7 separate regions of the Mus musculus genome follow, and regions 2, 3, 4, 5, 6 and 7 are each linked to region 1. The links are chromatin contacts, called in public Hi-C, HiCAR-type and HiChIP or PLAC-seq maps. All regions are on one chromosome and are shown on one strand. Each heading gives the region's core, a stretch centred on a gene start, on an enhancer-like site or on the middle of the called end of the contact. The rest is flanking DNA. Distances are from core to core; before and after follow the strand shown. Region 1 overlaps Gm39070 (a long non-coding RNA gene). Region 2 has its middle 21 kb from the start of Arntl. Region 3 has its middle 17 kb from the start of Gm33659. Region 4 has its middle 3.6 kb from the start of Gm33659. Region 5 overlaps Tead1 (TEA domain family member 1). Region 6 overlaps Tead1 (TEA domain family member 1). Region 7 overlaps Tead1 (TEA domain family member 1).

Region 1 (3,010 bases), core at 193-2,692:
ATTTTCTTAAAGTATCATCACCTCTACTTTGTGCTTCTCCGGGATCTTATTTTTTTCTTGTAACTGTGTCCAAATACTTAACAAGAATGCTGAACATCAAATGGGACATCTATATCAACCCAGCCCTACCCTGTCACCCACGCCCCAAGGCTCAGGGAACATCACAGAGGAGGATGGGGGGGGGAGCTCTGTTTTATGCTGCCATCTGGACGTGATATGGCGACTGTACTTGTGAACTTACATCTGCTGTCCTTACCTGCACAGGATCAAACCAGCCAGAGTTTCCCAGGTCCCGCGCCTTACTGAAGAGCTATTAGCAGTTGATAGTTGCAGTAGGCCTCTGGGCAGAGGGCCTGGAGGGTTAAATGAAGGTTTCTGTATGTGCTCTGCAGTTAGTGATACAAGGTACAAAGAGGCTGCCAGGTGTTCCTGTGACCATGGGCCAGATGTATGGTTTCCCGTGGTGATGGACTATATATCCTCAAACTGTGAGCCAAAACACCCACCCCCCACTTAAGTTGTCCCTCCCCCCCCCAGATATTTTGTCACAGTAATGTGAATCAATCTTCCTTAAGGATGTGGCCCCACTATACATAACTCACTATACTTAGTAGGTTATGACCAAAGACATGAAGTTGAGAAGGAATCTACTGGAAAAGGATATGGAAAGCCACTAAAGATCCACTTCCTCCTTCTAGACCATGGCCCCTATGGGCTCCACAGTCTCCCAAAACAGAGCCACCAGCTGGAGACCAGGTGCTCCAGCACATGAGCCTATGAGAAAATGTTTACATACAATCCGTAATAGCCCAAAGCAAGAGCCTTCACCCTCTTGAACTCCGAATCTCAGTCCTTCATGCATATCCTAGTATATCACGTCCCTGTGAATCTGGCTTATCCAGAACCACAGACAATCTTATTGGCAGTAAGCAGGGCTTGCTTGGTGGTCGGCTCCGGGAGCAGAGCTGGGTACACTCAGTGTGGCAGCTGCCTAGGAGGAAGGCTCACTTCCTGGATGATGCCTCAGCTTGCTTGGGAGCTGTATCTCCTCCTCCTCCCAGTGTGTTAATTCCATTTCTTCCCAAGTGAGTGTTTTTAGGACATGAGCTAATTATAGTGTCTCCTAAGTCTTTTGCAGTCTGTTTCCTGTTCAAGTACTGCATTAGTCACCAGCAAGAGTCCAACAAACTCCTGTCCCTGCCTGATCTCAGCCACTTGGAACAAGGGGACTCTGGAGAGACTAGGGACAGATCCCAATGGGGAGATAGGACGAGGGGGCTAGACACTGGCTGGGGGGGGGCAGCGGCACAAGGGAGAGTCTCCTGTGCCCCATCCTCTGTGGCCCTCTTGGTCCTGGAGTTTGCTCAGCTGCAGAGGCTGCACAGCATCTCCAGTCAGCTGCATAGTTTTGCTATTACTTGGTGACCTATTTGCATCTTTGCTGAGGATTTCCTCTCAGGCCATATACGGTGATTTCACTGCCTCACAAACGGAGGCTTCCTGCTGCAGCAGTGCTCAGGATCCTTCGCACATGTCCCATCCTTGCCTTTAATTTAGTTTGTGCAAAACAAACAAACAAACAAACAAACAAACAAACAAACAAGCAAGCAAACGCCTTCATACTCAGACCTTCCCATGCATGGCTGGTCCCAGGATCTAACCAGTTGCATTTGATGGGAACTCCCTGCCTCGCTGACTTTTGTGCTCACAGGCGCATGAGCAGCTCCTGCACCCAGGGAGGAAGAGGAGACTGGGCCAGGGTTTGACAAAGCTCCACCTCCAAGCCCTTTTGCTTTCCTGTGTCGTTGCTCCTGCTGTCTCTGGCCTGGAATGAATACCTTGGACCAGGTGTCAAGGTATCCATTGCCAAGACTCTCCATAAGGCCACTGTGTTGCTTTGGCTGTGACAAAATGCTTGACAAAAACAACTTGAAAGATGGGCCCGTTTATTTTCATTTTGGCTCACTCCATCATGATAGGGTGAGCCAGCTGGTCCAGCATGTTGCATCTGCAGTTAGGAAACAAAGAGAGATGAATAGCTGGGGTTCAGCTAGCTTTCCCCTTTTTGTGCAGTAGGATTGGTGCCATCTGACATCAGGGCGGGGCCTTCCCACCTCAGTTAACTGTATCTAGAAAAGCCCCTTACAGACGACACACCCAGGGGGTTGTCTCTTCAATTCTATGTTCTGGAAAGCTGACCATCAGTATTACCCATCACAGCCACCAACATCTTCTGGCCTCCTTGACTGTTTGACCCACCTTTAGCAATCCCTGGTGAAGGAGGGGAGAGCAGGGCTTCCAACCTGAGTCCTCCAGGGACAAAGGAGGGACAGGAAAGGGGAACGTTCTAGTTGAAAACCACATCTTCAGGTGGCCAGCATTCTAGAGACTAAACTCATTCGAAATTGGCTTTACCACTCCCCAGTCACCCCAAAAGGGGACTTGTCCCTTGAACAAAGCTTCTGGGAGCTGTGGAGATGGCTCATTCCACGCTGTCTCCCTTGGAACTTTGGCTTCTGATGCCAACCTCGGGTGGGCCAGGTAAGTCAGGGAGTATCTGATCTGTACCAGGAAGCTTTCTGGAAATGCATACTAAAAGCGAGCCTCTAAGAAGGTGCCCGAGCTCGCATCATCCTCTGTTCCCATTTGGAGCTGACATGCAATGGGTACCTTGAGGTAGACAGGATGGAAGAAAGTGGGTATGAGCCTCATTTGCCAGCCACTAGCTTGGGCTCAGACATCCCCGGGCTACTCCTGAGCCGTGGTGCATTCCAGCAATCTGGCCCAACTATTTTTATAGTCATTTGGTTTCCATCCTAAGAAATTTGTTACAGACCGTCTGCCCACAGAGCATACACGATTACATCCTGGGAAGGGCAATAGCCCAGAAGACGCCATCAGGGGTGGCTGAGTCAGGCTTAGTCAAAGATAAGCTTGCCTCTGCCAGGGCTGAGGACCAGGAGACCAAGTCCCAGGGGAATGGGATATTGGGGAGAAGGGGTGTGAGCAC
Region 2 (3,010 bases), core at 336-2,835, 980 kb before region 1:
AGCCCAATGTGGAAAGGAAGGCATAGCAGGATCACTATGAGGCCACCAGAGCCTGCTGCTGGGACTCCTTGCCTTCTCCCAACTCAGCAGGACAGGAAGCAGAGACAGGGTAGGAAGCAGGGCTGCACTATAAGCCCCAAGAACTTCTCTGCCTGTGGCTCACTTCCTCCAGCTAGGCCCCCATCTTCTAAAGCAGCACCATCAGCTGGGGATCAAGGGTTTAAGTTCATAAGGCTTTAGGGCAGTAGTTTGCAACCTATGGGTCATGACCCCTTTGTGTGTGTGTTGGGGGGCGTATCGAATGCCCCTTTCACAAGAGTTACCTAAGACCATTGGAAAGCACAGATATTTATATCACAATGTATAACATTAGCAAAATTACAGTTATGAAGTAGTAACAAAAGTAATTTTATGGTTGAGGGTCACCATAATATGAGGAACGGTATTAAAGGGTCACAGTGTTAGAGAAGTTGAGAACCCTTGTTTTAGGGGATATTTTACATCCAAACCAGAACAGGGGCCTTGTAGACAACATCAAAGGGACTTCCAGGGAGGGCTTCTGTGGGGAGGCAACCTTAAATAGAGACCTGTGGTGATTGGATAGAGCAGTGTGTGTGTGTGTGTGTGTGTGTGTGTGTGTGTGTGTGTGTGTGTGTGTCTGTGTGTGTCTGTGTGTGTCTGTGTGTGTCTGTGTGTGTCTGTGTGTGTGTGTGTAGGCCATGCAAAGCTATGCAGATGAGCAGGGCTTACTCAGTTGGTGGGAAAGTGGAGAAAGTGGAGGTTCCAGTAGAGAACCAGGCAGGGTAGGTGGTAAGGGGCCCAAAGAGCATGGGAGGAGTCTGACCTTCAGAAAGACTCAGTGAGCTCCACCTGTCCGTTTATTCTGCTCTTATAGAAAGTATAGAGAACCCAGAGATCTTGTCAGTGCTTTCTGGAGAACAGATTGGAGAGACACGTGAGAACCAAGTGAATTCACCATTGTCTGCCAGTATCTTCTTGATGGAATGCCTTCCTTATCAGGACCAGTATTCTTCCTTTTAGCCTAGATCACTCCACAGCACAGTTTTGAGGAATCTCGGGCATCAGTAAAAGGGCAGTGAGCGTCAACAACACATGGCAAGGCTTCCTAGGGACAGTGGTGAGTGGAGCTTATGATCACCTACACGCACCCCTCAGCCACTCTATTGTCAACTCTCTTTCACAGGCAAGGAAAGAGAAGTGAATGGACTTGCCCAAAGTCATGCAGCCTCCAGGAAGCAATCAGTAAATAAGGGGCTCACAAAGATTCCCAGTAAACCAACAGTAAGATTGCATCTTCCCCTCTGACCGTACCCATTGCAGAACATAAAAACTATACAAAATTATGTCGGATAGACGATGAACATTCCTCATTATTTGGCCCCTGGAGTTCATTGTAGTTTGTCACTGTAGTTTCTCAGGCCACGAAGCAGCTGGTCCTTTCTGAAGTTCACTCAGAATCAGGGCAGATGGGGTCACTTTCTTCTATCACACTCCCTCCAGGAAGTCGGTGCTGGCTACAAAGGGAGCCACACCCATCGGGAGTGGACACATCATCACTGCTCAGTAAGCAGGGGGTAAAACCCCACCCCTGCTGACAATAATAAACCCAGTAGGAGGAGGGCCAACCCCCTTCCCAACAACTCAGCAAAAGAAACAGATCTGGTTGTTCTGCCCCTCGGGTGTCACGGCTCAGAGTGTCATCGGATGGGCTCAGAGGCTCAGCCCATCCCAGCAAAATGATATACAGGTGTCCTTTTATAATTCCAAAGAAAAATAGAGGAGGCACTAATGTTTTGCTAAACCCTATAGCACAAAAGGTGGCTTTCCAGGCCAGCTAGGCCACCCTCACTGTCAAAACTCATTAGCCTTCTGGGTGAACTAGCTTGTCTTTTTTTAGGACCGGAAATCAAAAGGGAAGGCTCCCCTCCTATTCCAGGCGTGCCGGAGGAATTACTCATGCCCCTTAACCTATGACTCACACAGGAGTCTAGGAGAGTGTTTCCAAAACAGGCCAACAATTAGAAAAACAAAGCAACTGATATGTGACAGATAGTTGCCCCATCTGGGTGGGTGGAGTGGGGTCAGTACCTAGGTGGGATGCGCTTTCCCAGAGCAGCCACTGGGCAGCAGACAACAGTGGGCAGAAATTGGGACAGTCTCTGGAAGTAGAGATCCATGCTTGTTTTCAGAGTTGTGAGGGGTTCAAATTCACTGACTTTGTGAGTGACTTGAAATTATGGCATCTTTCTCTCCAAAAGTCTCAAGGGACCAGCGTGCCATCTCAACGTGCTGTCTGGCTATCTGCAGGTTCTGGCTGTTCCTCTGAATGGCAGAGGCTTTCCCAAACTGAAATATTAAGTCAGTGAGAAAGCACAGCTTAGGAAATAGCTCAGTTGGGAGTGGATAGTCTCCGGGGCAGGTGAGAGGTCGGCTTTTTTGTGGCTTCTCTGGGAAGGACTCTGAAGCCAAGTCTTAGCTCTGTCTCAGCTGAAGGCTTCTCCTTGGCAGGGCTTGGGGGTGTGCAAGGGCATCATCAGGTCATGGCCTCACTACCCAGAGTCTCATCCCTGGAGATAGGGCAGGTCCACGGGGTAGTGGGGGATGAGCAGTGATGGATGGCTCTGCTTTCTCTGCTGCACTGATCTAAAGTCAATGATATAAGAGACCAGGTTGGGGGCTAACGGGGAAGATCTGGACGAAGATCTACAGAGGGTCTCAAACAAGAGTTTTGCCTAGCTTCTGCTATTTCACCCAGCAGCAGAAGGCTCTTCTGAAACCCAGATATGCTCACCTCTCTCCTCTCAGAGTCCTTTAAATTAAGGTACACACCCTCCCTTGAGAAAACCCAGTGGTATTTCCAGGCCAGGCTGTCCTACAGTCCTTGACACTGATAGACTCTCAGCCTCATTGCCAGCCATGCCCTGGACCTCTAACCACATGGTCCAGCTGCTTCCTGGAAGCATTGGTGGTTTCAGGCTCTGTATCTTTC
Region 3 (3,010 bases), core at 327-2,826, 960 kb before region 1:
AAATAAACACTATGTACCACCTTCCAGAAGGTTCTCAATTCTTTGACAGTTATTTAGAATGAGGCTTTAATGATAGCAAGAGGATTGGGAAAAAACAGATGAAGTGATTTTAACACTTGTGAAAGGGCTAGCCTAGCTAGCTAACACCCTGGGGTTTGTGGGACATTTAAGGCAGCGGCAAACCTCCATGCTCTGGAGAACAACCCGTGAGCACCTCTGTGGCACTGACCTCCTCATTTACTCCTGGAGTTGTCTGGCTGGCTCTGCACAGGTAGGTCTAGCCTCAAGGTGGTTGTGAGAACAGCAAACTCTTATCCACATGGGCCACGAGTGACTGTAACACAAGCAGAAAACACCCACGGGAGAGGGCCATAGCATGGCAAGCTGACTACTACGATTGGATTAAGGCCTAGTGGCTTGTGGTCTGCCTGGAGAAGCAGCACTAGATTCTCTGTCCAGTCTCCAGGAAACCCTCCACATCCTTAGGAGACCACCATTGCCTCTCACGTCAAAGGCTGTTTCCAGCTAGGACAAGTAAGACATGTGGCACCTGCTCAGAGAGTCATGAATGACTTGTGTGTGGTGTCTAAAACATCTCAGAAGTCAGTGGATGTGTCTTTGGAAACCTCCAGAAACTTCCATGATCTTAGACATTACCTAACAGATAAAATATTTGGGTACCCTAGTTCAAATGTAGGTTCAGTGCTCTAAGGCCAACTGCTTTAAACACAGCCTAGTTTGCAATCTTTTGCCAATAGGCTTTGAGGGTTTTTGACTTCAGGCTATCTACTGCATTATTTATACCATGTACTCTCACCTTCCCCGAGAGCCAAAGCTTAGTACACATGAGCAGTATGCTGCAGACGAGCCTGACTGTTGTATGCTCACACTGCCTGTTAGTAGTGCAGCTGGGGTGTGAGTCAAGCCCAGCCTCTTGGAGACCAGAACCTGAACTCTTGCTTGTGACCAATGTGGAAGAAGCCAGTGATTAGCCACTTCATGCAGCTGCCTACCTGGAGGACACAGCTTATAGCTAGAGGGTACCGGATAGGAGTCTCCTTTCTTCCTTTCCTTTGATCTGAGGTCATGCTGTGTGAGACCTGACAATCTCTAACTTTCCCAAAGTGCTCAATCTCTCTCTTTCTCTCTCTCTCTCTCTCTCTCTCTCTCTCTCTCCCTCACAAAAGGAGAAGGTAAACTGGTTTATATTCTTTGTAGGAACAAATATACACAAAAATCTATTGGGAAAAATTAGAATATGTCCGGACAGTCAGACACATATCTATGAACCCAGCACTTGGGAAGAAGAGTCCATAAGACTGAGAATTCAAGTTCACTCCGAGCTACACAGCAAGATAAAGGTCAGCTGCTGCTTCATAAGCCCGGTCTCAAAACAAAAGCAAAAACAACTAAATAAGTGAAGGAAAGAAGAGGAAAGAAAGAGGGAAAAATGAAAGTAATAAAAAAGAGAAAGATAGACAAAAGCCAGCCCCCTGTCTTTCTAAGCAGGGATACTCCAGTCCTCTTAATGGCTACCGAGTTTCTGGTACATCTAGCCAAGTGTGATTTGCAATGAGACGTTTAATATAGCGCCACTCCTTTTCCTGACTCACTAAAAATGAGATCATCTTGAACATCAGACTAAAGTAAGGAATTTCCAAACTGAGTTTGGCATTTGGCTGTTCTATCCTAATGTGTCTGCATCTCGTCTTTGGTAGAACAAAAGAAGGTTCCCAGATGGTGAAGCGACCTGGCCAGACAGCACAGCCACGCAAAGGGCTACCACCAAAAGCTCAGCTTCATGTGATATGGGCGCTCCGGTACAAAAGCTCTGTTCACAGACCTGCACCGTGCCATCACCCTGAGACTGATATGGACCCACAACAGGCACTCTAACCACGAGGACTTACTCCCCATGGGCAGAGTGGAATCTGGTAGCAGCACCCAGCCTAAAAGGAGCAGATCTCAAAGCTAAGAGTGAGAAGAAGCAAAACAGAACGGACGCGCTTCCCTGGAGACAAGCATCTCAGTTCCCATGCAAAGGAGGGATATTACAAACCATTTAAAATTAGAGGCTATAATTAATGTTAAGCTAGTTAAAAATGTGAAACAACAATGTAAAGATAAAAGGCAAATAATACACAGAGAAAATATTTGCACCAAAGATCATTCAACCGTATGATACATGAAGAACTCAAACCTTAAAAGGAAAACAAACCATGGGCTCCATGAAATGGCTCAGTAGATAACGGGCTTGCTACCAAGTCTTCAGACCCGAGTTCAAGTCCAAGGGCCCTCATGCTAGAAGGTGACCATAAGTTCCTGCAAGGTGTACTCTGACTCCTACACAAGTGCCATGGCACTAGCACCTCCACACCCCCACATGTCACCCCTAGTTCCATAGATGAGGAGTAGGTTTGCACCCTAGATATCTGAACTGACTTAGGGTTCTTTGAGCACAACGCGCTAGGGCCCAGGCTCTGGGTTCGGGTCATATAGCTTCTGAGAGGATGACATTGCATGGTGCTAGATACATTGTTTCCACTATTGCATGGTGCCAGATACATTGTTTCCACTAAAAAATATCCAACAAAGAAACAAACAAACAAACAAAACCTGGGAGATGGTAATTTTGTCTAATTCAAGTTTGGTTGTGGCATTTTGCATGTCAAAGTAAGCTGCATGCCCACACATGGCAATCTCCCAGGAACACTTAGCAGTGACCATAACACTTTGTGGGTTGCTTTCTGTGTCTCCATAGCAATTCTGATGACCAGCGTTGATGCACCAGCCACATACATCATTCATTTTGCCAGTTAGTCAGATCTGCCCTCTCCATGGAAAAGTAAAACAAGGGCTCGCCAGACATCCTGGCAGGTGAAGGTGCTTTGTCTCACAAGTCTGGTGATGCAAGTTTGAGCCCATGGTGGAAAGAATGCCATATGCACTCTGTGGCACAGGGATGCACACATTCCAACATGCATGGCATTCCCTAATCAGAATAAATAAA
Region 4 (3,010 bases), core at 258-2,757, 940 kb before region 1:
AATGAAGTATTAAGATCACAAACTCATGCAACACACATGTATTTTGCCTTATTCAGTTTGGAATGGAAAGTTGCCCTGACCCCATATTTCTTAAGAAGGTAAAAGCCAAGCATATGGGATTTCTAAATAAAGAGGGACTTTTGTGAGGAGAGTGGCTGTCATTCAGCTCTCCATTCCCAAAGGGCCCCAGGCTCCCAGGTAGCTGACATCACCAGCCTGCACCAAGCTTAGCCAGGAAGACAGGTCTTAAACCATGTCTGACTCATGAAGGAAGCCAGCAAAGGACCTAGATCAAGTCTACAAGACCATTCCATCCTGCCCTCCGGTACATGGCATGTGTTCATCAGAAGAGGAGAGAAGGGACAAAGAGGGAGAAGAAAGGAAAAGAAAGGGGAAGACACCCAATAGGATGCAGAATTCAGCCTTCTTGAACTCCTGCAAGACTAGTAACATAACAGCATTATGGAAGTGTTTTAGAAGAGGATTCTGGGAAGGAACCTCTGTTTCAAAGGCAGCTCACTAACGTGACTCATCAAACCACCGTGAGCCATGGAGAGATGCTTGAGAGAGCAGGCGCCTCTCTGAGGAAAAGTGCGTACTCCAGTGGTAGACTCGCTCACCCAAGGCTGACACACTTCCCTGGAAGAACAAGTTAGCAAATGGTGATTATTTCAAGTCACCCACACCCAAGAGACACCTTCTCGGTATGTGGTTGTCCTTAAGGGACATCATTAAACTCTGGTGTTCTGTAGCCCAGTTGGTCATCAGATAAATCATCAGATTTCCTTGGAGGAATATCTTTTGTTTTTTGATTTTTAAAAAAAATAGACAATGTGTGTGAATATGTATGTATGTATGTATGTATATGTGTATGTGCATGTCTGCGTGTGTGTTTGTGTGTGTGTGTGTACAGATGGGGTGTGTGCACATGTATGAATGTTTTCCTGCCTTCCTTTTTTCTTTCATATATACTTTTTATCTTTTGAGACGGTACCTCAGAGCACAACACAAGCTGGATTTGGACTTCGGATCCCCTTGCCTCAGCCTCCCAAGTGCTGAGATTACAGACATGCCCCATTGCCCAAGGCCTTGCATGAATGTACTCTGGTTGTCTTGCTGTCTGCCTCTCTCCGGGACAGAAACTCTTCTAGAAGCCCTTTTTGAGGTCAGGCAGGCCAGCTGTGTCTTGTGGATTTTTGTACCGCAGACAGGAAGGTCTCCATCTGGCTTGTTAATGACAACCACATTTTCAAAACCTCAGACTGGGGCCCAGTGTCTGACCAAGGCTGGGCTTCTACTTCATGAATATAATCATGTGCTCTTTTCACTAAGGGATAGAATGACATCACTTGTCATTAGCCTTTTGCAGAGAATTGTGACAGGATGTTGGGACCACCAAGAACTCAGTGACAAGTGCCTTTGGAACTCCCTTCCAGAGACAGTGATTTGGGAAGCTGGTGCAGTCCTGACTCAGGCACGAAGCTTCTATGCCTCACAGACCGAAGCAGCCTGGGCGACTCGGCATAGCTTAGGGTCCACTGTGGCTAATGAGCTCACTCTTGGGCTGCCGGCCCGGCCCGCCGGTCTGCTGCAAGCTGCCAGCGTCTCAAGCTGTGAATCAGCCTAGGCTGACACTTGATTCAGCATGGCCAAGGAACCTTGGGAACCTCCCCAAACCTGAGCACTTTAGTCCAGAGCTGGAGAGTCACAGGGAAGTCTACCCACCCCAACCTTCCTCTGCCTCCCAGCTACCCTGCTCTTCTGAGAGATTAGAATCCCTGCCATTGTTCTGAAACCCTTAGTTCCACCCACGGTGGCCCTGCCCTGTTGAGGAGGCTGTGGGCTTTGGAAAGGATTCACAAGCGCGCACACACACACACACACACACACACACACACACACACACACACTGTTTCTTTGAGATCCCACTGAATTAAGCTCCTTTGTCCTTCACTTAATTCCAGGGGAGTTAGTCAGCATTAATGGGGTGGTATCTCGAGCTACTTCCCTTTCTGCCTGGAAGTCCACCCACAAGCTTCTTCCAAACGCCACAGGTTTTGTGCCTATTTGTTCTGTGAGTTAACTCTTAAAGGACCTCACAGGAAGAAGAGAAGGCAGCGATGCTCTGAGGGCCCTCATCAGGACCACTGCACATTTTATCCATTGACTCTTTACTGCTGGTGCTGAGGTAGAAATTATTATGCCATTTTCTCGATAAAGAAGCTGAGGCCAGATAAACTATGTTCTCTCCTCCACTCAAGGTCACAGAATTGAGAGTGGATCCTATAATCAACTGAATCCTTACGCACAGGTCCTTAATGTCTAATAATTTGATACCACCAAGTTGGCAAAAGTGTTGTCTGAGGATATCTGTTTCTCAAGTGGCTTTGGCTTAATTTTCCTTAGCATACATTGATTGATTGATTGTATTAGTTGGGGGAAGGTTTTGTGCCACAATAAGGGTGTGGAGACCAGGGGACAACTTTCAAGAATCAGTTATTTCTCTCTACAAAGAGGCTCTCACGGATCCAACTCAGGTGCTCAGGCTTGTCAGCAAGTGCTAATTTTTAATTTTAATTTCCTCCCCAAACCCGTCATTTTAGGAAAGCTGTTGACTCAGTAGCCCTGTTCTCAGTCACAGAGTAACATTTTGTGCCGTGATGACACATGGCACAAACTTCAGGAAGGGTGCGGTCACCCGTGTGACCGAGCTACATGTCAGCCTGGAGACGGGGAGAAAGCTCAGAATTGGCCCACTACTGCCTCTTCTTGTGGTCCTCAAGCTTGCAGTGTCTGTCTGCCATGCTGGTGCTGCCTACCCTCCCTGCCCGGTGTCCACCACATTCTCCAGTTTCTCTTTCCCCATCCTACTGAAACTTCCAAACCAATGCATATTCAGATGGCGTCATCTGTTCTGAAACCTTCCTCGGCTCCCAGACACATGCAGTCAACAAACCTTTCAGAGGGTCTTGAGAGGCCTCCTTGGCAAGCAGCATCTGTGGATATGCAC
Region 5 (3,010 bases), core at 198-2,697, 660 kb before region 1:
GAGCCTGAAAGGTTGAATGAAAATCCTGAGAGTCACAGACAGGAGGTGCTGGAGGGGTCAACAGTCCTCCTCACTGAAGCAAGGTTTCTGTCTTCCGGGTCCCTGCTCCATTTGATCTTCACTGCCTATGGAAACCATAGAGGAATGAAGAGACCTGGACGCTGGAGTTGGCTGAGTTCTCAGTCTGGATTTGCAGCTGATTCCATCCACTTTCTAGAAACTTCTTGGCTGGGGCTTTCTGCCTCTCTACCCCAGCTGCCTCCATTCTAAGGCAGTGCCTTCCCTGCATGAGAATCTAGTGACTAGTGAGAGAATGCACGGAAACTACATTATCAACTGGGCCTGTCCAAGAGTCTGTCATGGATACTCTTTATTCCATGACTGTAAAAGTCCCCGACTTGGGCTGGAGAGATGGCTCAGGGGGTAAGAGCACCCGACTGCTCTTGTGAAGGTCCTGAGTTCAAATCCCAGCAACCACATGGTGGTTCACAGCCACCCATAATGAGATCTGACGCCCTTTTCTGGTACGTCTGAAGACAGCTACAGTGTACTTTAAAAAAAAAAAAAAAGTCCCCGACTTGAGGAGAGACCATCGGTGCACTCCCTCAAACAGCTACGAAATGGAAAGAAAAGCTTAAAACAGAACTGCAGGGCGGGAAGTGCCAGGTTCATCGGGGTGATTCCCACTGTCATGAGGTTATTTACTGTCACTACTGGAGCTGAGGTGGGTTCATGACCAAGCTTCTGATTTCCGTTAGGATAGCAGACTCTAACCCAGGAGGCTCCTTTTGAGGAAGCATAAAAGGCCTGTCCTCCAAAATGAGATGGAGCAGCTGGGGATGTACCCAGTTTGAGACAGTAGATCTCAATGGCTAGCGGGGCTTCAAGGTTTTCCTTTCTCTCCCCAACCCTTTTTCTTTCCTCAATAGGACTGATGATCTATCTTATTTAGGGAATTCCAATGTGACCGCTTCATTTTTGAAAGAAGAAAGAGAGGCAGGGAAGGAGGAAGGGAAGGGGAGGGGAGGGGAGGGGAGGGGAGGGGAGGGGAGGAGAGGGGAGGGGAGGGGAGGGGAGGGGAGGGGAAAACTACAAATAACCCTCTGTGCCCTGGGATAGAGCTGAGAGCTGCACTACAGCAAACCACCTGAAGGTGGCGATATTTTCCTAAACTTCTCCCAAAAATTTCAAGTATTTGAAGAACTTAGTAAAACCTTGAAAAATGACTGCTGTCAAATAATACCAAGAGAAAAATTATAATCCACTTAGGAATTTAAAGAAACCAAGACAAATAATTCATGTCGAAGGATACTAATGTCTAAGCTGAATCAGAGAGAGGACAAATCACCTGCCTTTGCTTCCTGTCACGATCCAGCCTGGACTGTCTGTCTGAACCTGAGGGTTCAGGGTGGCCTGGGCAGCCTTTGATGGCAGGGAGTGGGTGTGGAGTCAAGCCAAGAGAGTGACTTGCAGATTCAGCCAGGAGAGGATGGGGATTGCATGGGTCTCTATGAGGCTGCCAGAGAGAAGGTGAACCAGTTTCCTCCAGAGCTTAAACCCAACAAGCTGCTCGATCCCTTGTAGTTTCAGGGTGTTATACCGGGATGCCTCCTTCCTGCTTCCTCTTTCCACCCAGTGCAGCTGAAGAGACACCATGGCTGAATGAAGGGTAGGCACTGGGATGGCAAGCGGGAGGGAAGCTGACCCGCCAAGAAAAGCAGATGGAGCCTGGCTGGGTCTCTGTGAAATGTCTATAAAACCTGCATTTCCAGATGCTTTCAATTGCCTCTTCCCCAAAGGCTAATGAAGAAAGAGGGTGAGTTCCCAGACCAGCTCAGAGAATATAAACCACCCAGCAGACAGGCTGCAGCCATGGGAAGCTGTGTGCTGGTGTGGGACAACTTAGCATCCTTCACTATGGCGAGAGCTGAGGGATCACACCACGTCTGGCCATCATGCAGAGCCTTGGATGCCACCCCATCTCTCAGGTCCCCCTGGAAGACCACAGAGGAAAACCCAAGAGATCCACCCAGCCCGAGACAACCATCAAACCAAGCGGCAGCACCCTCCTGGAGGATCAGATATACTTTGGGATGAAGTATTCTAAGTGTCAAGGATGCTAAGAATGCACAGGTAGGAACCTTCTATGTATGAGCTGTGCGACCTGGTCTGTGTGCCATCTGAACACAAAAATGACACATATGGCTGGGTCTTCTCCAGGGGTCAATGTGAAGGTCAAGTGAAAGAGAGAGTTGCAACAGAATCTGAAAGGGATTGGCCCAGATGGCCACGCCCCTCAATGAGACAAGGTAAGTGCTCTAGCACCCCCTGCATAGCCTGAGGCCTGGAACCTTCAGCTGACTCAGTACCCATCCTCAACTCTACACCCTCCTCACACAAAGGCTCCTACATGCTGGTTTGCTTTTACTTGTTCAGATGACATTTCCAGAACCAGCCAACGTCAGAACTGCGGTCTGACAAAGGAATTTAACTGGATCTGGGAACTTAAGCTTTTGAAAGGAGCTATAAAGATAAGAAAATTAAATCATCTTTGGGCCTATGTTGGCCCGATTGCTTTACTGGAAGGACTCAGGTTATCTGATGGTACTTCTGTGGAACATCAGTAAGAGCTGGGTCAGAGGCCGAAGTCTCCTGAGAGGATTTGGGATCCCTTAGGCAAGGACAAATGACTCACACGAGCCCAGGATCCCCAGCTCCAGACTCTAGCCACCGAGAAACGAGGATCAGAATGCCGGCTCTGCAGGATCCCTAGCCTGGGCACCCTGCAGCAATTCTCCCCCCAACCCCCATCGCACCCCCTGTCCCCCACAGGCGGATCTGTGAATGGTCCATCCTCTCACTGAAAGGAGCTATGTGGGAGGGCACTGTCCACTTAGAGACCTCCCTAGATATTAGTAACTTACTCCTTGGATTTTCCCTGAAATGCCTCAAGCCATTGGCTTTTTAAACAGCCCATTCTTCCATCCATGTGTGAACTGCTTCAAGGTCT
Region 6 (3,010 bases), core at 199-2,698, 620 kb before region 1:
TGTGGTCCACCCAAAACTGCTGAACAATAATGTCTAAGTTCCTAAGACACCACGGCCTAGGACATCATGACCACTAGAAGGACCTTTTGATCACCAGTTCCTGACTCTCTGGATACTGTACAAGAACTGCCTGGTGATATGGTATACGGATTTGCCCAATTTCCTTGACAAATTCTGGGCTTCATGAAAGCAGGGGCCATATTCTGATTCCAGAGACTACTGTCTTCCTGGCTCACAGCACCTCAGGAGAGGCTACGATCGGCCGCCATACTGATGCTGGTTTCCATCTCTTCCTGTAACACTTTTACTCTGAAGAGCAGCACGGTGGGGCAGAAGAAGCAGTCATCTGATGTGTTCTCTCCACGGGGAACATGAAAGAGCTCCATGCTGGCAGAAGAAGGAAAAGCCAGGGCTCCCGTCCTTAAGGTACAACAGGATCTGGGTGGAAAGACTGTGGAATACTGAACTACCTGTGACTTTCCCTCCCCTCTGAGCGGCAGGTGAGACAAAGGACCAGAGGTAGGATGAGTGTAATAAACTCAGAAAACTAAGAACCTTGTATCTTCAGAATCCATTCACCCATCCGCCATCCATCCACCCACCCACCCACCTACCCATCCATCCGGCCGACACAGGGCCTCCCCACGATGCCTAGGCTGGTGTTGAAAATTGTCTATGAAGTTATCTCTCAGTCTTAAGCCTGGAGTAGTTGGCTGAGAGGCTTGTATTGGGACACCTGGCTTTCCTTTTTTTTTTAAAATTCTGGTGGCCTTCATAGCTTTTAGAAGTAGCATCTGCCCCAATCCACCTGACAAAAAGGTAAGTTGGCCTTTGAGAAAATACTTTCCAGGAAACATCTTTTCTTCACAACAGGTCAAACAGGTAAGAATCAACTCACTAACTCAGGGCCATATGCTGGGTATCCATAATGTTTTCTAAAGATAGAAGGACTATACATCTGCTAGCTCACCCACTACACTCAAGAGCCCATGCGTCATAGCCTTATATGGCTCTAGCCTTGAATTCTGCTTTGTAAAGATATCTCAAAGTGAAATTATCCAGCAAACCCTCGTGTGGATAGAAGGTTCCACAAGTCAACAACCGCTTAAGCAGTTTAAACCAACAAGCAAGATGCCTTCTATTTAAATGCTATGAGCGAATCTATTTTAAGCCTTTAAAAATCCTCCGGGCAGGTGTTTAAGCTGTGTACTGACTGCGCCTGTGGAAGCTCTGGGGTGGGGGATGGCAGGCTCTACTCTCCACGCAGGCAGCGTTTTGTTCAGACAATCTTCCTGCTGCAGGTCATGTGACAAAGGGCAAATAAACAGCATCTGGGGATTTTCAATTACAGACCTTCGCCCAGCATGCCTGCACTGTAATCTCTACCAGATGAGGCCCAGGCCTCCCTATTTTCAATAATTCACACACTGTGTACACAGAACATGACAATAAGGGCATTCATGGTGCGGCCTGATTCGCAGATCAAAGCTAGCAGAGGGCCAGGAGGGCCAGCTGTAAGCAGGCTCGGCTGCTGGATGCTTCGTGCTTTTCACAGGCTTGGAAAGGCTCTCCCCGGGACCTGGCAAGCCGGCCTCTTTCCTGAGTTGTATTGCTGAGCAAACTCTGAACTGGAATGGGGTGCCCTCGGGGACTGCGAGAGAGGCAGCCAATCCATGTGTATTTGGGAATGCTGGGAAAGCCACACAGCTCTGAGCCACTCCAAGAGCTGCCTCCTGGCTGGTGCACGATCAGGGTAAGAGTTCCTAGGACGGGTGGTACCTAAAAATATTCGGTCTAAAAACACTGTATGATACCTGGACAGCCTAAACCAGGCACTGTGTCTTCCCATTTAACCTGCAAGGCCACCCTGAGGACAGGTGACAAAGAGTCTTATTTTAAAAGTGCGTCATAGAACCTCAGGTGTGGGAAATCTAAGATAAGACATTCATTGTTACTAGTGATAGCTCTACAGTTAATTAACTCAATTCACTCACACGTGGTGACCAGTGTGCATTTAGCCACTGTGTATTGCGCACATGCACACACCTTGATGTCTAAACGCACAGGCTTCTCAAATCCTAAACATTCCAGATCCTGCAGAGGAGACTCTAGTAGGGACAGGACTTCCTCCTCCCGAGATTTCACACTATTCACTGAGGGCAGGAACCAGGAGAAAGCCATAATGGTGACTTCCTCTTTGCAAACACACGCTGCTCACCAGCTGTGACTGTAAGTCCTTCCCCCTTTTCTCTCTCATTCAGAATGGTTTCCTCCTAATCACAATAATTCTGAAAGTGCTAAAACATATCAATCGTTGGCTAAGCCTCGCCTACAAAGGGGCCAGCCGGCTGGCTTTTATGGCCTTGTCCGCAGCAGCTGATACTTCATTCAGCGACAAATCCAATTTGGCAGTTACAAGAGGGTTAGCATCCCTGAAAAACTATTGGGGTTGATCTGGCGCTCTGAGTAGACACATGCTCCCTCCCGGACATGCTGCTCTGCGGGTTTGTCTGCGGCCATACTTGGGTGTCTAGAAACAATAGTCTTTCTTGCACCCCCAAACACAACCCCTACGCCTGTACAATCTGATGGTGGTAGTGGTGACAGAGGAGGCAGCAGCCAGGCTAAGTGTTGGTGCAAAGTGACTAGTGGGCTTTATGGATGGACTCACTGACAAGGGAAAGTAGTAGTCACTCTACTTGTCACAGATTCCTAATACTGGGCAAAAGGAGATTGCTCTTAAATCTTTGTGTTTTAGGCCAGCTCTAAAGATGAGAAAATGTTAAGATTTTTTACCATTTGAATAAAATCTGCTTTGTAATAAGGACTCAGAACTAACCGAATCTGAAATTAAACTGCTCTTTCAAACATCAAATCGTGCCCCATGAGGGAGAGCAAGAGATTGACAGAAAGAATATTCATTTTTAAACGTTTACGTTCTTTCTAGCTTACTAAAGTTCAAGAGTCTCCAGAGAAAATAACTTAAATAATTCAGTCATAAAAAGAACCC
Region 7 (3,010 bases), core at 339-2,838, 520 kb before region 1:
TTCAGCAGTTTCTTGCCATGCCTACTTACAACTGACATTAGCTGAATTTGAGAATTGTAAGGTAGAAAATTTTTACATCTAAAAACCTAATGTTTAATTTTTTGCAAAAGCCTTCAAGTCTCCTGGTCAGTGCCACTCCTTTATGGTGCCTCTTTCTCAATGTCCCTCTACCCTACTAGGAGCACTCGAATGTCCCAACTTCTTCATTACTGTTCCTGTCACTGGCCATGGCAGTGCCTGCTCAACTGTGTTCTCCTCCACTGACTGCAAGTTCCTTGGAGACAGGCCTGCATGTTCTGCTCACAGCCTAAGCCTGTCTCCCAGCCCGGTGGGAGCTCAGCTGATTATTGTGGGCATGCATGGGTTAGATAAGTGAATAGTATCCTCAGAGTCGCTCCATCTGTAAGATCCCCATAGCTCCTTCTGGCTCAGTTAGGATAACATGTTCATGTCTGTGTTGCTGGCACAGGAGACAGGTGCAACTGGACGCTGACACTTGGCCCTCTGCAACTGATTCAGTACTTAAGTATACTTTACAATGCATTTCTCAGACCCATAGCAGACTTTCAGCTTTCCCCCATACCCATTGGTTCTAAGGGGTCACGGTCTGTAGTCCAGCCCAGGCTGATCTCGAACACAGGACAATCCACCTGCCTAAACCACATGAACTGCAGGTACGCTTAAAAGGTAACTTTTAAGTATCTTGTGGTTTCCAGCTAGCCTACAGAACTATAGAAATATACCATAAATATATATAGATATATAGATAATCTCATCTAATTCTTAAACTGCAATGGTCAGCCATTTATGAATGTTTTATTTCATCCTTAGAATATCAGTGTCATGGAAAGATCTTAAGGTCAAGTTTTGGACATTTGGCTTTCAAGGTCAGTACCTTCCCTTGTGATTACAGACACATTATTTTAATCTCTACCCATCTCCATTTCCTCATCTCTAGAATGAGGAATAAAACAAATCCAACTCACAAAACGTTTCAATGTCAGAATATCCCAACTGGAAAGTCAAGAGAATAGTCATTTTAGTCCACATGCCTCCAACTTAGAAAATGCAGTTTTCCTGAATTAAGTAGCAGTTATTAGATAAACTGCTATAGTAACTGTTATGTCAGAGTAGGTGACAGAATGTCACTCATGATAAACAAGGCCACCACCAAAGCCCAGACCCAGAGACACAAAGGCCAGAGGAACCCCAGATACACTTGCAGGCTGAGAGCAAATGGGCTGCAAACGTTGGGGCCTCCTAGGCAGGCCTCACCACGTGATTCACGATAGGACCCCAAGAGAGGTGGTTGTGAGCATGGTGTCTGCGGCAACAGAAATGAGCCAACCTGGAGAGTGAGCAGGGAGGGGAGGCTAGGAGTTCCCCTTCCAAAAAGGGCAAGAGGAGCCCTGCCCCAGTCCAGCCAGTCGGGCCAGGCAGCCCACAGGGAGCTTCCCGCCTTTTTCTTCTTCTTTCTTCTGCATGAACTTTCCCAAACCAGCTCTGCCTGTTTCACGCAGGAACCCGGCTTGCGAGTGCACATTTTATTATTTCAGAAGAAAGCATCTGCAGCCGGCTAGTGAGTCATCTGTAAGCCTTGTCAATCTGCCAGCAGCCTGCTCCTCTTCATTACAAACGTAAAGATAAAAGCCCTCACTGCATTAGCCGCCATCCGCCTCCACAGACAGCACAAATAAATTAATTGTGCCTCATCGCAAACAGCGGAGAGGTGTGCAGGAGGGGGGATGGGCTCCGTGTTTCATTAACAAATTAAATAGCAACAGAGCCACCGCACACCCGGCTACACTGCCAACTTTAGATTCTCCCACCAGGCAAGCACCCGGCCAGCATCACCCAGGTAGAGCGGCCACCATTAAGTGAGGGAGGAGTGAGGGAGGGTTGGAGGAGAGGGCGGCACTGTGAGGCCAGACCTAACCTTGGCATCCCCAGTGCAAGCCTGGAGCCCAGTCACCGAGTGCCCGTCAGACGCTGAGTGCTGCTGTGGCAAGCCCCCCCCCCCTTGCAGGGGGTGTTTCCACAGTTCTCCCCAGGCAAATAAGCAAACCAGTTCTGGGGCCCTGGTATGCATGGCCCAGTGAGAGAGCCTGTCATCAAGGCGACGCTGTCATACTGAGGATAGCAAACATTCCAGAAAGAACAGGGTGAGTCAAGACCAACTTGAAAAACACGTCAGACTCCCCCATACTACCAGCTAGGATTACACCCTCAAACACACCTCTCTGAGATTTCCTGCTTTAGTCACAGGCTATTTGTTACAATGCCGCGATTCTCTTCTCAGTCTATAGTACATCATTTAGGAAAGCTGCGTTGTGAGAGAGTTGAAGGCGTGTGACTAAAAACCATTCCTTTTATGTTTTTATCTCCAAAGACACAAACATAGTGCATGGGGGTGGGGACAGGAAATGGGAGCGGGGCGGGGGGGTGGGGGGAGAACAAAGAGAAGTCTAAAAAGAAGAGGAAAAGACCCCCAACTCTCCGAATGTCACCCTATTAACTCGTGACCTGTAAGGAAGTTAAGATCACAAACAGCTAATCCAACCATAAAATATGTCCAAAGTATTTATTATACAGATGGACATTTGGGCTCAGTTGTTAATTTAGTTGGTTTGTATTTTATCTGTAAAATCCCGGAATCTAAAAAATTCTACATAGGGGGAAAAAAAATTGACCTGAGCTAGCTAGCTAGGAGCTGCCCATAAAAAGCAAAGGAAATAAAAGCTTAAGAAGAAGAATAAGTCAAGCCATATGCAACCTTTCCACGATCCAAGAAAGAACTGAACACGTGCACCCCTGACCCAAGCCTTTGTAAAACACTCAGCATCTGCAGTGGGCCACAATGTTGCAGCACAGTGGAGCTCCAGACACTCCTCTGGAAAACAACTTAGGAGTCAGTAGCCATTGAGAACTAAAAAAATTCTTTTGTCTTTTAACTCATCAAATCCTGCTTCTGGAAACTGACCCTAAGAAAATAATCTACAATCACAGTAAG

What was found. A called contact is a pair of places that touch in the nucleus more often than the background predicts. HiCAR-type assays count read pairs that join an accessible place to other places. HiChIP or PLAC-seq counts read pairs in DNA pulled down with a chosen protein or histone mark.
Region 2: an H3K27ac HiChIP or PLAC-seq map of trophoblast stem cells shows a contact between it and region 1, with 10 read pairs. The contact joins two enhancer-like sites. A contact is called at or near these places in 4 of 115 datasets of contacts at active chromatin or transcription factors (embryonic stem cells, extraembryonic endoderm stem cells, pancreatic cancer cells and 1 more).
Region 3: a HiCAR-type map of fibro-adipogenic progenitors shows a contact between it and region 1, with 3 times the contacts expected there. The contact joins two enhancer-like sites. A contact is called at or near these places in 3 of 115 datasets of contacts at active chromatin or transcription factors (extraembryonic endoderm stem cells, fibro-adipogenic progenitors and pancreatic cancer cells).
Region 4: a contact with region 1 is called in a FOXA1 HiChIP or PLAC-seq map of pancreatic cancer cells. The contact joins two enhancer-like sites. A contact is called at or near these places in 4 of 115 datasets of contacts at active chromatin or transcription factors (the NIH/3T3 cell line, extraembryonic endoderm stem cells, fibro-adipogenic progenitors and 1 more) and 1 of 9 other capture datasets (embryonic stem cells).
Region 5: a contact with region 1 is called in a Hi-C map of the N1E-115 cell line, with 4 times the contacts expected there. The contact joins two enhancer-like sites. A contact is called at or near these places in 7 of 484 Hi-C or Micro-C datasets (the 3T3-L1 cell line, B cells, the N1E-115 cell line and 4 more).
Region 6: an HNF4G HiChIP or PLAC-seq map of pancreatic cancer cells shows a contact between it and region 1. The contact joins two enhancer-like sites. A contact is called at or near these places in 2 of 115 datasets of contacts at active chromatin or transcription factors (extraembryonic endoderm stem cells and pancreatic cancer cells).
Region 7: a contact with region 1 is called in a FOXA1 HiChIP or PLAC-seq map of pancreatic cancer cells. The contact joins two enhancer-like sites.

Annotation. Positions count from the first base shown.
Region 1 is chr7:112,202,888-112,205,897 of GRCm38.p6, reverse strand. It overlaps Gm39070 (a long non-coding RNA gene), which reads right to left. Exons shown (of 3, transcript XR_001778349.2): 3 at 1,906-2,008. Among named protein-coding and RNA genes, the nearest start is that of Gm39070, 4.8 kb to the right of the region's middle. Within about 2 kb of position 1,442, at least 94 of the 459 cell types and tissues checked have an H3K27ac peak or open chromatin away from gene starts, as enhancers often do. A contact at or near this core is called in the N1E-115 cell line, the NIH/3T3 cell line, embryonic fibroblasts and 3 more, where this site is marked.
Region 2 is chr7:113,185,181-113,188,190 of GRCm38.p6, reverse strand. It overlaps a transcript of Arntl not described here. Among named protein-coding and RNA genes, the nearest start is that of Arntl, 21 kb to the left of the region's middle. Within about 2 kb of position 1,585, at least 109 of the 459 cell types and tissues checked have an H3K27ac peak or open chromatin away from gene starts, as enhancers often do. A contact at or near this core is called in pancreatic cancer cells and trophoblast stem cells, where this site is marked.
Region 3 is chr7:113,167,432-113,170,441 of GRCm38.p6, reverse strand. No RefSeq gene overlaps it. Among named protein-coding and RNA genes, the nearest start is that of Gm33659, 17 kb to the right of the region's middle. Within about 2 kb of position 1,576, at least 40 of the 459 cell types and tissues checked have an H3K27ac peak or open chromatin away from gene starts, as enhancers often do. A contact at or near this core is called in fibro-adipogenic progenitors and pancreatic cancer cells, where this site is marked.
Region 4 is chr7:113,146,453-113,149,462 of GRCm38.p6, reverse strand. No RefSeq gene overlaps it. Among named protein-coding and RNA genes, the nearest start is that of Gm33659, 3.6 kb to the left of the region's middle. Within about 2 kb of position 1,507, at least 142 of the 459 cell types and tissues checked have an H3K27ac peak or open chromatin away from gene starts, as enhancers often do. A contact at or near this core is called in the NIH/3T3 cell line, fibro-adipogenic progenitors and pancreatic cancer cells, where this site is marked.
Region 5 is chr7:112,867,383-112,870,392 of GRCm38.p6, reverse strand. The region is part of intron 9 of Tead1 (TEA domain family member 1); the gene reads right to left. Among named protein-coding and RNA genes, the nearest start is that of Rassf10, 85 kb to the left of the region's middle. Within about 2 kb of position 1,447, at least 59 of the 459 cell types and tissues checked have an H3K27ac peak or open chromatin away from gene starts, as enhancers often do. A contact at or near this core is called in the N1E-115 cell line and embryonic fibroblasts, where this site is marked.
Region 6 is chr7:112,824,844-112,827,853 of GRCm38.p6, reverse strand. The region is part of intron 2 of Tead1 (TEA domain family member 1); the gene reads right to left. Among named protein-coding and RNA genes, the nearest start is that of Rassf10, 130 kb to the left of the region's middle. Within about 2 kb of position 1,448, at least 183 of the 459 cell types and tissues checked have an H3K27ac peak or open chromatin away from gene starts, as enhancers often do. A contact at or near this core is called in pancreatic cancer cells, where this site is marked.
Region 7 is chr7:112,719,404-112,722,413 of GRCm38.p6, reverse strand. All of the region lies in intron 1 of Tead1 (TEA domain family member 1), which reads right to left. Among named protein-coding and RNA genes, the nearest start is that of Tead1, 42 kb to the right of the region's middle. Within about 2 kb of position 1,588, at least 151 of the 459 cell types and tissues checked have an H3K27ac peak or open chromatin away from gene starts, as enhancers often do. A contact at or near this core is called in pancreatic cancer cells, where this site is marked.